2 separate regions of the Oryctolagus cuniculus genome follow, and region 1 is linked to region 2. A link is a contact called in public Micro-C data. All regions are on one chromosome and are shown on one strand. Each heading gives the region's core, a stretch centred on a gene start, on an enhancer-like site or on the middle of the called end of the contact. The rest is flanking DNA. Distances are from core to core; before and after follow the strand shown. Region 1 holds the start of RBM39 (RNA binding motif protein 39). Region 2 overlaps PHF20 (PHD finger protein 20).

Region 1 (4,431 bases), core at 1,245-3,744, 130 kb after region 2:
TGCGGTTTTTTAAAAAGGTGTTACTTTTTGATATTTTCTTTTAAATATAAAAAGTGCTTTTGTTTTAGAAATTGCATTCTTTAACTGGTGTTCTTGATTGTCTGCTACATACTTACTGTCATCTGCTGCCTTCCTGATTGCATCAGCAGGCAGCTGGATTAGAAGTGGAGAAGGTGGGATTTGAACCAGTGATCTGATATGAGATGCTGACATCAGAGAGTAGCACCAAAACCCATTACAATGCAGTGCAATACATTTTCTCTTAATAACTTTGTCTAGCAATAATTACAGTTAACTTTCTTGAGAACTAAATACTGGCCAGGCATGTTACAAATACTGTATCATTTATTGAACATCCACTTGGCTAGGTTTTCCCCTGCTAAGATCTGGGAAGTTAGTAAGCATTACTGACTGCCCTGGTTAGTCTCAAGAAGCTTAGCCCAGCTACTAATTATATTACAACCCCCCCCCCCCCCATAGGAGGAAATGAAAGATCTACTTTGAACTGTTAATTTTCCTGTCCAAGGTCACACTGCATTGCAGCAGCGTTCATGAACCAAGGTGCCTAATTCAGAATCTTTTTACCTTTATTGTTAGGCTCATGTAAGGTTTTTGCTTTGATGGCACTACCATTTTATTCTTTTCATTTTTATCTGTGAGGAAAAAGCCCTTAGTCGGTGACCCCGGTCCTGTTTTTTTTTTTTTTCACAGTAGTGACTAAAGAACAAGGGGCGAGTTGACGCTTTAACTGCCAGGCTTCAGGGGCTAGGAGCCAGGTCCTGGGGAGAAGGGGTCAGTTCTGAAGAAACAGCAGAGACCCTGACACAAGACCAAACTAAATTCCGCGGCCCAATAGCTGATCCACCAAGGTAAACAGAATCTGATTTTTTTTTTTCAAGTTCTCTCTGCTTTCCTCTTTCCAAGGGTGTTTCGAAGCCTAAATCCGGGGCGACGCCTAGCTCACTGGTTCCAAAAGGCAGAGAAATCTCCTTTTTATTCTACACCGCTAGTCCCCTACTACTGGACGGTCTCTTCCCCCCTTCTCTCTTACACGCCTTTCCCTCCGTCTTCACCCTCGGCGGATACAGTCAATATCATGGTTTTATCCTATCGCCCTGTGCAATAGGTTGCTTTATGGCGACCTTGACAGCCATCTGGGTGGGAGGCGGGGGTGGGGGGGGGAGGGCGGTTGGCTCTGCGGGGGAAATCTTCTGAGGGCTGCGAGGAGGCGCCACGAGGACGGGGCGAGCGCAGCCAGCCACTCAGCTTTGAGTCCTCGGCAAGACTGACAGAGAGTGCACCAACGGTCTTTGCGCCAGAGACTTGCGCTGTCTCGCGAGACTGTGCGCTCCTAGCAGGAGGGGGCAGTCAAACACCCCTCCGAATGGGGGATGGGAACGTCTGTGGCGCAATCATTGCGCGAGATTGGGCCATGGTCACTGGGGCCCATACTTAGATCTCGCGATATTTACGCCTCTCCGGGCTGGAACTCAGTGCTGTTTCTCGCGAGAGCCCGTGCTGAAGGCTCTGTGAAGCCCCGTGTGTTTGTGTGTGTATGTGTGTTGGTGAATGTGAGTACGGGGAAGCAGCAGCCGCCATTTCAGGGAGCTTGCCGACGCTGTCGCAGGGGTGGATCCTGAGCTGCCGAGGCCGCCGTCCTGCTCTCCCTCGCGGGCTCCTCTAATCCCATTGTTTCTTTTAGATTCGCTCGGGCCTAGCCGCCCTCGGAGCCCGATATTCGGGCTGGGCGGTACCGCGGCCTGGGCCTAGGGGCTTAAAGTAGCAGCAGCGGCGGCGGCAGCATCAGAAGCAGCAGCAGCCCCTTCCCGAATACGAGCAGCACAGGCGCCCGAAAGCCCGCACAGGTACGGAGGCGTGGCGGACTTGCCAGCAGTCCGAGCTTTTTCGAGGTTTGGTTGTCTGCTGGGCTGAGGGATACTCTTTTTAGCGACGGGGGGGGGGGGGGAGGGTGTGAGTCGGGATACAGGTCTTGAGGAACCTACGTTTTGGCCACCGCGCCCTTTTCCTTTCGGGGAGAGTCAGGATTTTGGGGGTGGTCACGACCCTAGAGAGGCCTCGGGCAGATGGCGACCTGTCCCTTCGAGGCCCGGGTCGGCCGCGACCTCCCAACATGGCGCCAGGCGAACGCTGCCTTGGCACACAACCCCTCCCAGCAGAGGGAGTTTCCCTTTGCCCCTAAAATGGCAGCGCGGGGTTTGCGCGGAAAGGGCGCTCTCGCTGGAGCCTCGCAGGTTTTGTTTCTGGACTTCATTGTAGGCTTTTTGAAATAAGACGTTAGCGTCTGTATTTTCATGTGTTTCGTTTAAGAGGCGCTTGAGATTCACTTACACAATCCAAGCCTTTAAAGTGCGTCGTTCGTTGTAGGGCTTTGGAAGGGTTTTTCTGAAGTTTCGCAGTGCGTTGGTTTAAAACACACACAATCGAGAAAATGTGTACTCACAGAATTTTGTTTTTTCCTAGGTGTTTAGAGAAAATGGCAGACGATATTGATATTGAAGCAATGCTTGAGGCTCCGTACAAGAAGGTGAGAAAAAACATGTCGGTGAGGTTTCTATATTTCTTAATTTAGCATTATTCACGAAACTACTGCTGAAATGTAAACTAACCTCCCCGGAGCCCTCTTGATTTATCTTATCAGAGATGCATTACATGTAACTTACAAAAGTAAATATATGCTATTGATGTAATAATATTGTGCAGTAGTTTCACTTCAGCGTGATGAATAAATGCCCATCTATCTCTCTTTGTAGACTTGCCTAACGATATCTCACCTCTACTCCCATGAATTCACCTTTGATTCCAGTGTGAACTGTCAATCATAAGGTAGTAATTGAGTGACTTATCGCTGTACCGTGGTCCCCTAGGTAAAATGACTCAACTAAGAATTACCAGCTCCAGTTTGGTATAGCAAAAAGGTGAATGTAGTGGTTTGGGAAAACAGCAGGGGTCCAAGAATAATAAAGCATAACCAGTCTGTGGCAAGTAAATCTTTTAATAAGTCTCATAAGAAGAAATGGGTGAGATTTAAAAACATACAAGACTGGTGACAGTAAATCTTCAAACAGGCAGGTGGCGATCTGCTGCTCAGTTAATAATTATTAAAATTCTTGGATCCCTGAATAGAAAAAAAATTTCTTTTAAAACAAGAGGCAGTATCACAGCTTAGAGTCACTTGATGACTGTTTTACTGTTCTCCATATTGTTTTATTTTCAATTAGGCCCTGCCATAGTATTTCACACTAAAAACTACAAAGGAATTATTTTGGCTAATAAAGATAGTCTTTGACCCGTTTCAGTATCACAATAAAGTAAACTGTCTTTTCATTCTTTCACCAGTTGGTGGTGAAACTAGCAGCATGCATGCATTATCACTTGTGTCACAAACTGTAAGCTTTGTAAATTAGCAATTATACTCATAGCTGATGTGATCAAACTTTAAACATTGCACTAAACCTTTTAAAAATAATGCATTTGTTTTTTGAGTGTATAGCACGACCATGTGGTACCAATTTGGATGAATTCTTGATAGCTGTAAATAATGTAGTTTCGTAATGCATATACTCTTGACAAGCTACTTTCTATTTTAATGTTAAGATTCTTATGTCTTAGTTTAACATGGATGTAATTCCATGTAAACAGGTATGGAAGTAGGAAATGTTTAGGTTGGACTGGTGGATTATTAATTGACTTTCTTGGGTTCTTGGGAGTCAACATTACTAAAGCAGTGTGAATCCCTGTTTGCTTCAGGGCGAGATGTGTGACAGAGGTGGCATCAAGCTCTTACAGTCCCAACCCTCCAACGGAAATGGGCGAAGATCTCAGGAATGGCATCGGTCACAGGAAATCGATAGTGGCTGGCTGCTAGCATGGCCACTTGGGGCTTAGGCAGAAATAGAGCCATGGTACTGACGAAAGGGACCATAGAACATGGACTAAAGCTCAAAACAGGACTTCATTCATGTTTTATAGAGATTTTATTTAACCATTGCAACATTGTAAATCTGGATAGCTTAATATCTAAACCATAAGTAAAATTAACATGTTAATGTGGAAAATTTTTCATTTTTGTATCTTGATGGCTTAATTGTAAGCAACAAAGTGATTAAACACATACCCATCTAAATTTTTTTATAGCCTTCCATATTAAGCTATAAGCAAATAATTAGTTTTAAAATTGTTTTGTATTTTCTTATTCCTGTTCCCTTTACCCTTTGACAACTTGAAATGTTACCACTTCGTCCTCATGATGTTCTTCTATCAACCCTGCTTAGGATGAGAACAAGTTGAGCAGTGCTAACGGCCATGAAGAACGTAGCAAAAAGTAAGTTTCAAGAAGGGGCTGGGGAGAGGGGTGAACATTATGTGCTTGGAATTTTACATTGTGTTTCTGGCAAAAGTATCAACTGAGAT
Region 2 (4,474 bases), core at 1,515-4,014:
ACTTCAGCATCTGCTCGTGGATGCTCTGATCTGTCACTTCTCTAGTCAGAGGTAAGAGCCACTCCTCACTGTCCAGTGTTCTCTCAGCACCAAACCCCTAAACAGTGATTATTCTTCTGGGCACTAAAACTATGCAGCTAGGTATCGTAATATCTTTTTTTTTTTTTTTTTTTTTTTTTTGACAGGTAGAGTGGACAGTGAGAGAGAGAGACAGAGAGAAAGGTCTTCCTTTTGCCGTTGGTTCACCCTCCAATGGCCGCCGCGGCTGGCGCGCTGCGGCCGGCACACCGCGCTGATCCGATGGCAGGAGCCAGGAGCCAGGTGCTTTTCCTGGTCTCCCATGGGGTGCAGGGCCCAAGCACCTGGGCCATCCTCCACTGCACTCCCTGGCCACAGCAGAGGGCTGGCCTGGAAGAGGGGCAACCGGGACAGAATCCGGCGCCCCGACCGGGACTAGAACCCGGTGTGCCGGCGCCGCAGGCGGAGGATTAGCCTAGTGAGCCGCGGCGCCGGCCTCTTAATATCTTTTTGACACTAACTTCAAATACTGTAATAAATAAAATATTTTTCAGGTCTCTGAAAGAATAATTTCCTCAACTTTGAAGAAATAAAAAGCAATCAACAGGAAACATGAACAGACTGAAACACAGCGGTCCCTTCCTTATCTGTGGTTTCATTTTCCACGGTTTTACAGAAGTCTGGAAATATTAAATGGAAAATCCCAGAAATAAAAAATTCATTGTCTTCAGTTTTATGCCCTCCTCAGTAGCATGAACTTCACAGCACCCTGCCCATCCCACTGGGAGGTGACTCTGTTCCCTGTGTGGTCCATCCACACTCCACACTACCTGCTCCTTAGTCAGTAGCTGCTGCAGTTACCAGATCAACTGTCACAGTACCAAAGCGCTTGCGTTCCAGGAAACCTCATTTTATTCACTAATGGTCCCAAAGCCCAAGAGCAGTGATGGCTGCAATTCAGATGTGTCAAAGAGAAGCTATGAAGTGCTTTAAGTGAAAAGGTGAAGGTTCCTAACTTAACATGGAAAGAAAACAATCACATGCTGAAGCTTCTCAGATCTACAGTAAGTTGTAATCATTCATCTCTTCCTGTGACTAATCTGGAAATCAAACTATCATAGTTGTATATGTATAGAAAAAAAAACAGTAAACACAGGTTTTGGCACTATCTGTGGCTGCAGGCATCTAGTAATGATCTTGGTACATGTTTCCCGGAGATAATGGGGGAAAACCTATTCACAAAAAGGTCATTCAGATATTAAAAATACAAAAATCGACAGCCGGGGGCTAGGACTGTGGCGCAGCGTGTTAATGCCCTGGCCTGAAATGCCAGCATCTCATATGGGCGCCGGTTCAAGACCTGGCTACTCCACTTCCGATCCAGCTCCCTGCTATGGCCTGGGAAAGCAGTAGAAGATGGCCCAAGTCCTTGGGCCCCTGCACCTGCATGGGAGACCCGAAAGAAGCTCCTGGCTCCTGGTTCCAGATCGGCCCAGTTCTGGCCGTTGCAGTCAATTGGGGAGTAAACCATCAGATGGAAGACCTCTCTCTCTCTCTCTCTCTCTCTGCCTCTCCTGTCTCTGTATAACTCTGACTTTCAAATAAAATAAATATTAAAAAAAAAGGTAAAAATGTCCATAAGTGGGTGAGCAATTAAATCACGGCAAGTCTGCATTCCGTAAGTTTAAACAGACATTACAAAGAATGAACTAGCTCTGTATTTACTGATATGGATAATCTCGAGACAACAGGAAGTTGCCAGTATATACCATATAAATAAATTGCTTGTGAGAATACTTTAAGGTTTATGGCTATAGGTTAAAGAAAAGACATTACAGGAGCCAAAGTTGTGGGCAGATGGTCGAGATGCCACCTTGCGACCCCAGCATCCAACATGGAAGTGTCAGTGCAAGTTACGGCTGTTCTGCTTCTCATCCAACTCACTACTGATGCACACGGGAAAGCAGCAGATGGCGGCCCAAGAACCTGGGTGCCTGCAACCCATGTAGGAGACTTGGATGGAGTTCTGGGATTCTGAGTTCAGCTTCGCCAGCCCTTGGCTGTTGTGGTCATTTGGGGAGTGAACAAGCAGATGGAAGCTCTCTCTCTCTCTGCCTCTTCCTGAATCTGCCTTTCAGGTAAATAAATAAATACTTTTTAAAAAAATACTACATATATGCATGCAGGAAAAAATACTTGAAAGCCAAAGAATGGCTAAGTGGAAGGAGAGCAATCTGCTAACACACAGTGCTGGTGAACCCTTCAAGGCACATCTCCGCCCTGGCCTCCACAAAAATCACTAAGCATTTATGCCACAAGATGGCAGAACTGCCCCAAACACCAGAGCTGGGTGTGGAGCAGCAAGCAGCCTCCTCCTGGCCTACAAGCCTCCTTCTCGTCAATTTCTCAGATAGTGACTCCATCACAGTTCAGAAACACCAAGGCTGTGGCATCTGCTAAGGACAGCAAACACTAAACAGTGACTGACGCAGCATCCAGGCCTCCAGAGGCCTCGCTGGATGTTTCTATGTTGATTCCGCCCTATTTCCTGCTTACTTACGTAATACATTCCTGGTCAATGAGTTTTCAACCAGCTCCCTCTCCCCCGGCAATCTTTCTGGGTTGTCCTGTACTTACCACTAAACCCCAGGAACACCATCAAGTTCCCAGATCCACATATTTCCTTCTCAACTACAGGATTCCAGAGGCACCAGCTAATCCTGGAGCACTAACGCCACTTGTACCACACACTGCTCGTCAAACCCAGCCACGTATCAAGGCGCTCTCTCTGCCCTGGGAGCAGAGCAGTTCTACGTCCCACCCTGCGCAACGTCCCTAAAGGGAAGGGCCCTCTTCACTTTATCTGTGCAGCATCCAGCATCTGACCAGAGGAAATTAGGTCCTAAGGGGAAGACAGGAGCTGCAGGCTGCATCACCAATCAGTAAGAAGTGCGGACCCTAAGTCACTCCTTCTTGACAAGTATTAGATCCTTTGTCTACAAAACAGGGAGAACACAAGGGTACCTCAAAAAGTTTGTAAAAGACAGAATTTTAAAAGTTTATTTTTGATACACAAAAATTCTGAGACTATGAAGGGTCCTCAAAATATTCAAGGAAAATGAGTATTATGAAGAAACTACAAATAGATTTCAAAATTTTTTGTGCCAAATAAACTCAATTTTTAATTCCCTTTTCCATTAACTTTTTCTAGTATCCCCATAATGAAATGTCAGAAGTAATCTAAATAATTAAATAACGTCAGCAGGGTCCAGGAAATAAAATATGGAATAGTCATATGATGAAACAAAATTATACATAATTGTAAAGACGACAGTAACTGATGTGGAAAAATACCATATACGTAAATGCCAAGGCACTAAATATAATTCGATTCTTGCGTTTTTAGCAAGTTTTATGTGTACATGCGTATGTGTGTTTTATATGCAGAGGTTACATCTGGAAGGATGGAACCACACACCAAATTGTACAGAGGTCCTAGAAAGAGAAGGAGGCGAGATAAAGGAGAATTTTTTACTTTTAATTTGTTTTAATTTTTCTTAGCATACATTAGCTGTGAAAGTTACAGCAAAAAAGACAAAATGATTCTGTATAAAATAATTTCTTAAATTCTGTGTAAAATAATTTCTATCTGCATTAATTCAAAAAGGAGCTGTGAAAACTCATCAAAAATTAGTATCTGGGGCCAGCGCTGTGGCTAATAGGTTAAGCCTGCGGCACCAGTATCCAATATGGGCTGCTGCACTTCCAATCCAGCTCCCTGCTGATAGTCTGGGAAAGCAGAAGATGGCCCAAGTGCTTGGGCCCCTGCACCTACGTGGGAGACCCAGAAGTTCCTGGCTCCAGGCTTTGGATTGGCCTCGCTCCCGCCATTGCACCCATTTGAAGAGTGAACTAGCAGATGGAAGACCTCTCTGTCTCTCCCTCTCTCTGTCTGTAACTCTCTCAACTAAATAAATCTTTTTTAAAAATTAGTATTTAATATTTTTATGCTGAAAAATAAAATTTCATTTAAAAGTCAACTTTACCCAAAATCTTTCATTTCTTTTTCCTTCTGACTTGAAACTGATGACCATACTAAACCCAGAGAGTCTGGAAAGATCTGAAGATTCATGCCATATTACATATTTTTCAGAAAAGAAAATTAATGAGTAACTTATATAAGTTTGAATATTTTAGAAAACATTAAAACATCTTTCTATAATAGTTTTGAAAATAGATGCTTTATCTAACCATATGTAGACCTTTTCAAATCCTCATAGCCAAAACGAATCTTAGAAACAGAATCACTGCATGAAAAACATAAGACAAGGACCAGCATTGTGGCAAAGCAGCAGGTCAAGCTGCCACCTACAAACAGTATCCCCTTATCAGTGCCAGCTCAAATCCTGGCTTCTCTACTTCCAATACAGGTCCCTGCTAATGCGCCTGGGAAAGC

What was found. Hi-C and Micro-C count contacts between places; a contact is called where the count stands out from the background.
Region 1: a Micro-C map of ear pinna shows a contact between it and region 2, with 10 times the contacts expected there. The contact joins the promoter of RBM39 here to the enhancer-like site in region 2. A contact is called at or near these places in 3 of 6 Hi-C or Micro-C datasets (ear pinna, psoas muscle and an unstated tissue).

The regions. Positions count from the first base shown.
Region 1 is chr11:22,470,832-22,475,262 of mOryCun1.1, forward strand. It overlaps RBM39 (RNA binding motif protein 39), which reads left to right and starts at 2,495. Exons shown (of 16, transcript NM_001171335.1): 1 at 2,495-2,545; 2 at 4,293-4,342. The coding sequence starts at 2,495.
Region 2 is chr11:22,342,362-22,346,835 of mOryCun1.1, forward strand. The region is part of intron 8 of PHF20 (PHD finger protein 20); the gene reads right to left. Among named protein-coding and RNA genes, the nearest start is that of SCAND1, 47 kb to the left of the region's middle. Within about 2 kb of position 2,765, at least 4 of the 8 cell types and tissues checked have an H3K27ac peak or open chromatin away from gene starts, as enhancers often do. A contact at or near this core is called in ear pinna, where this site is marked.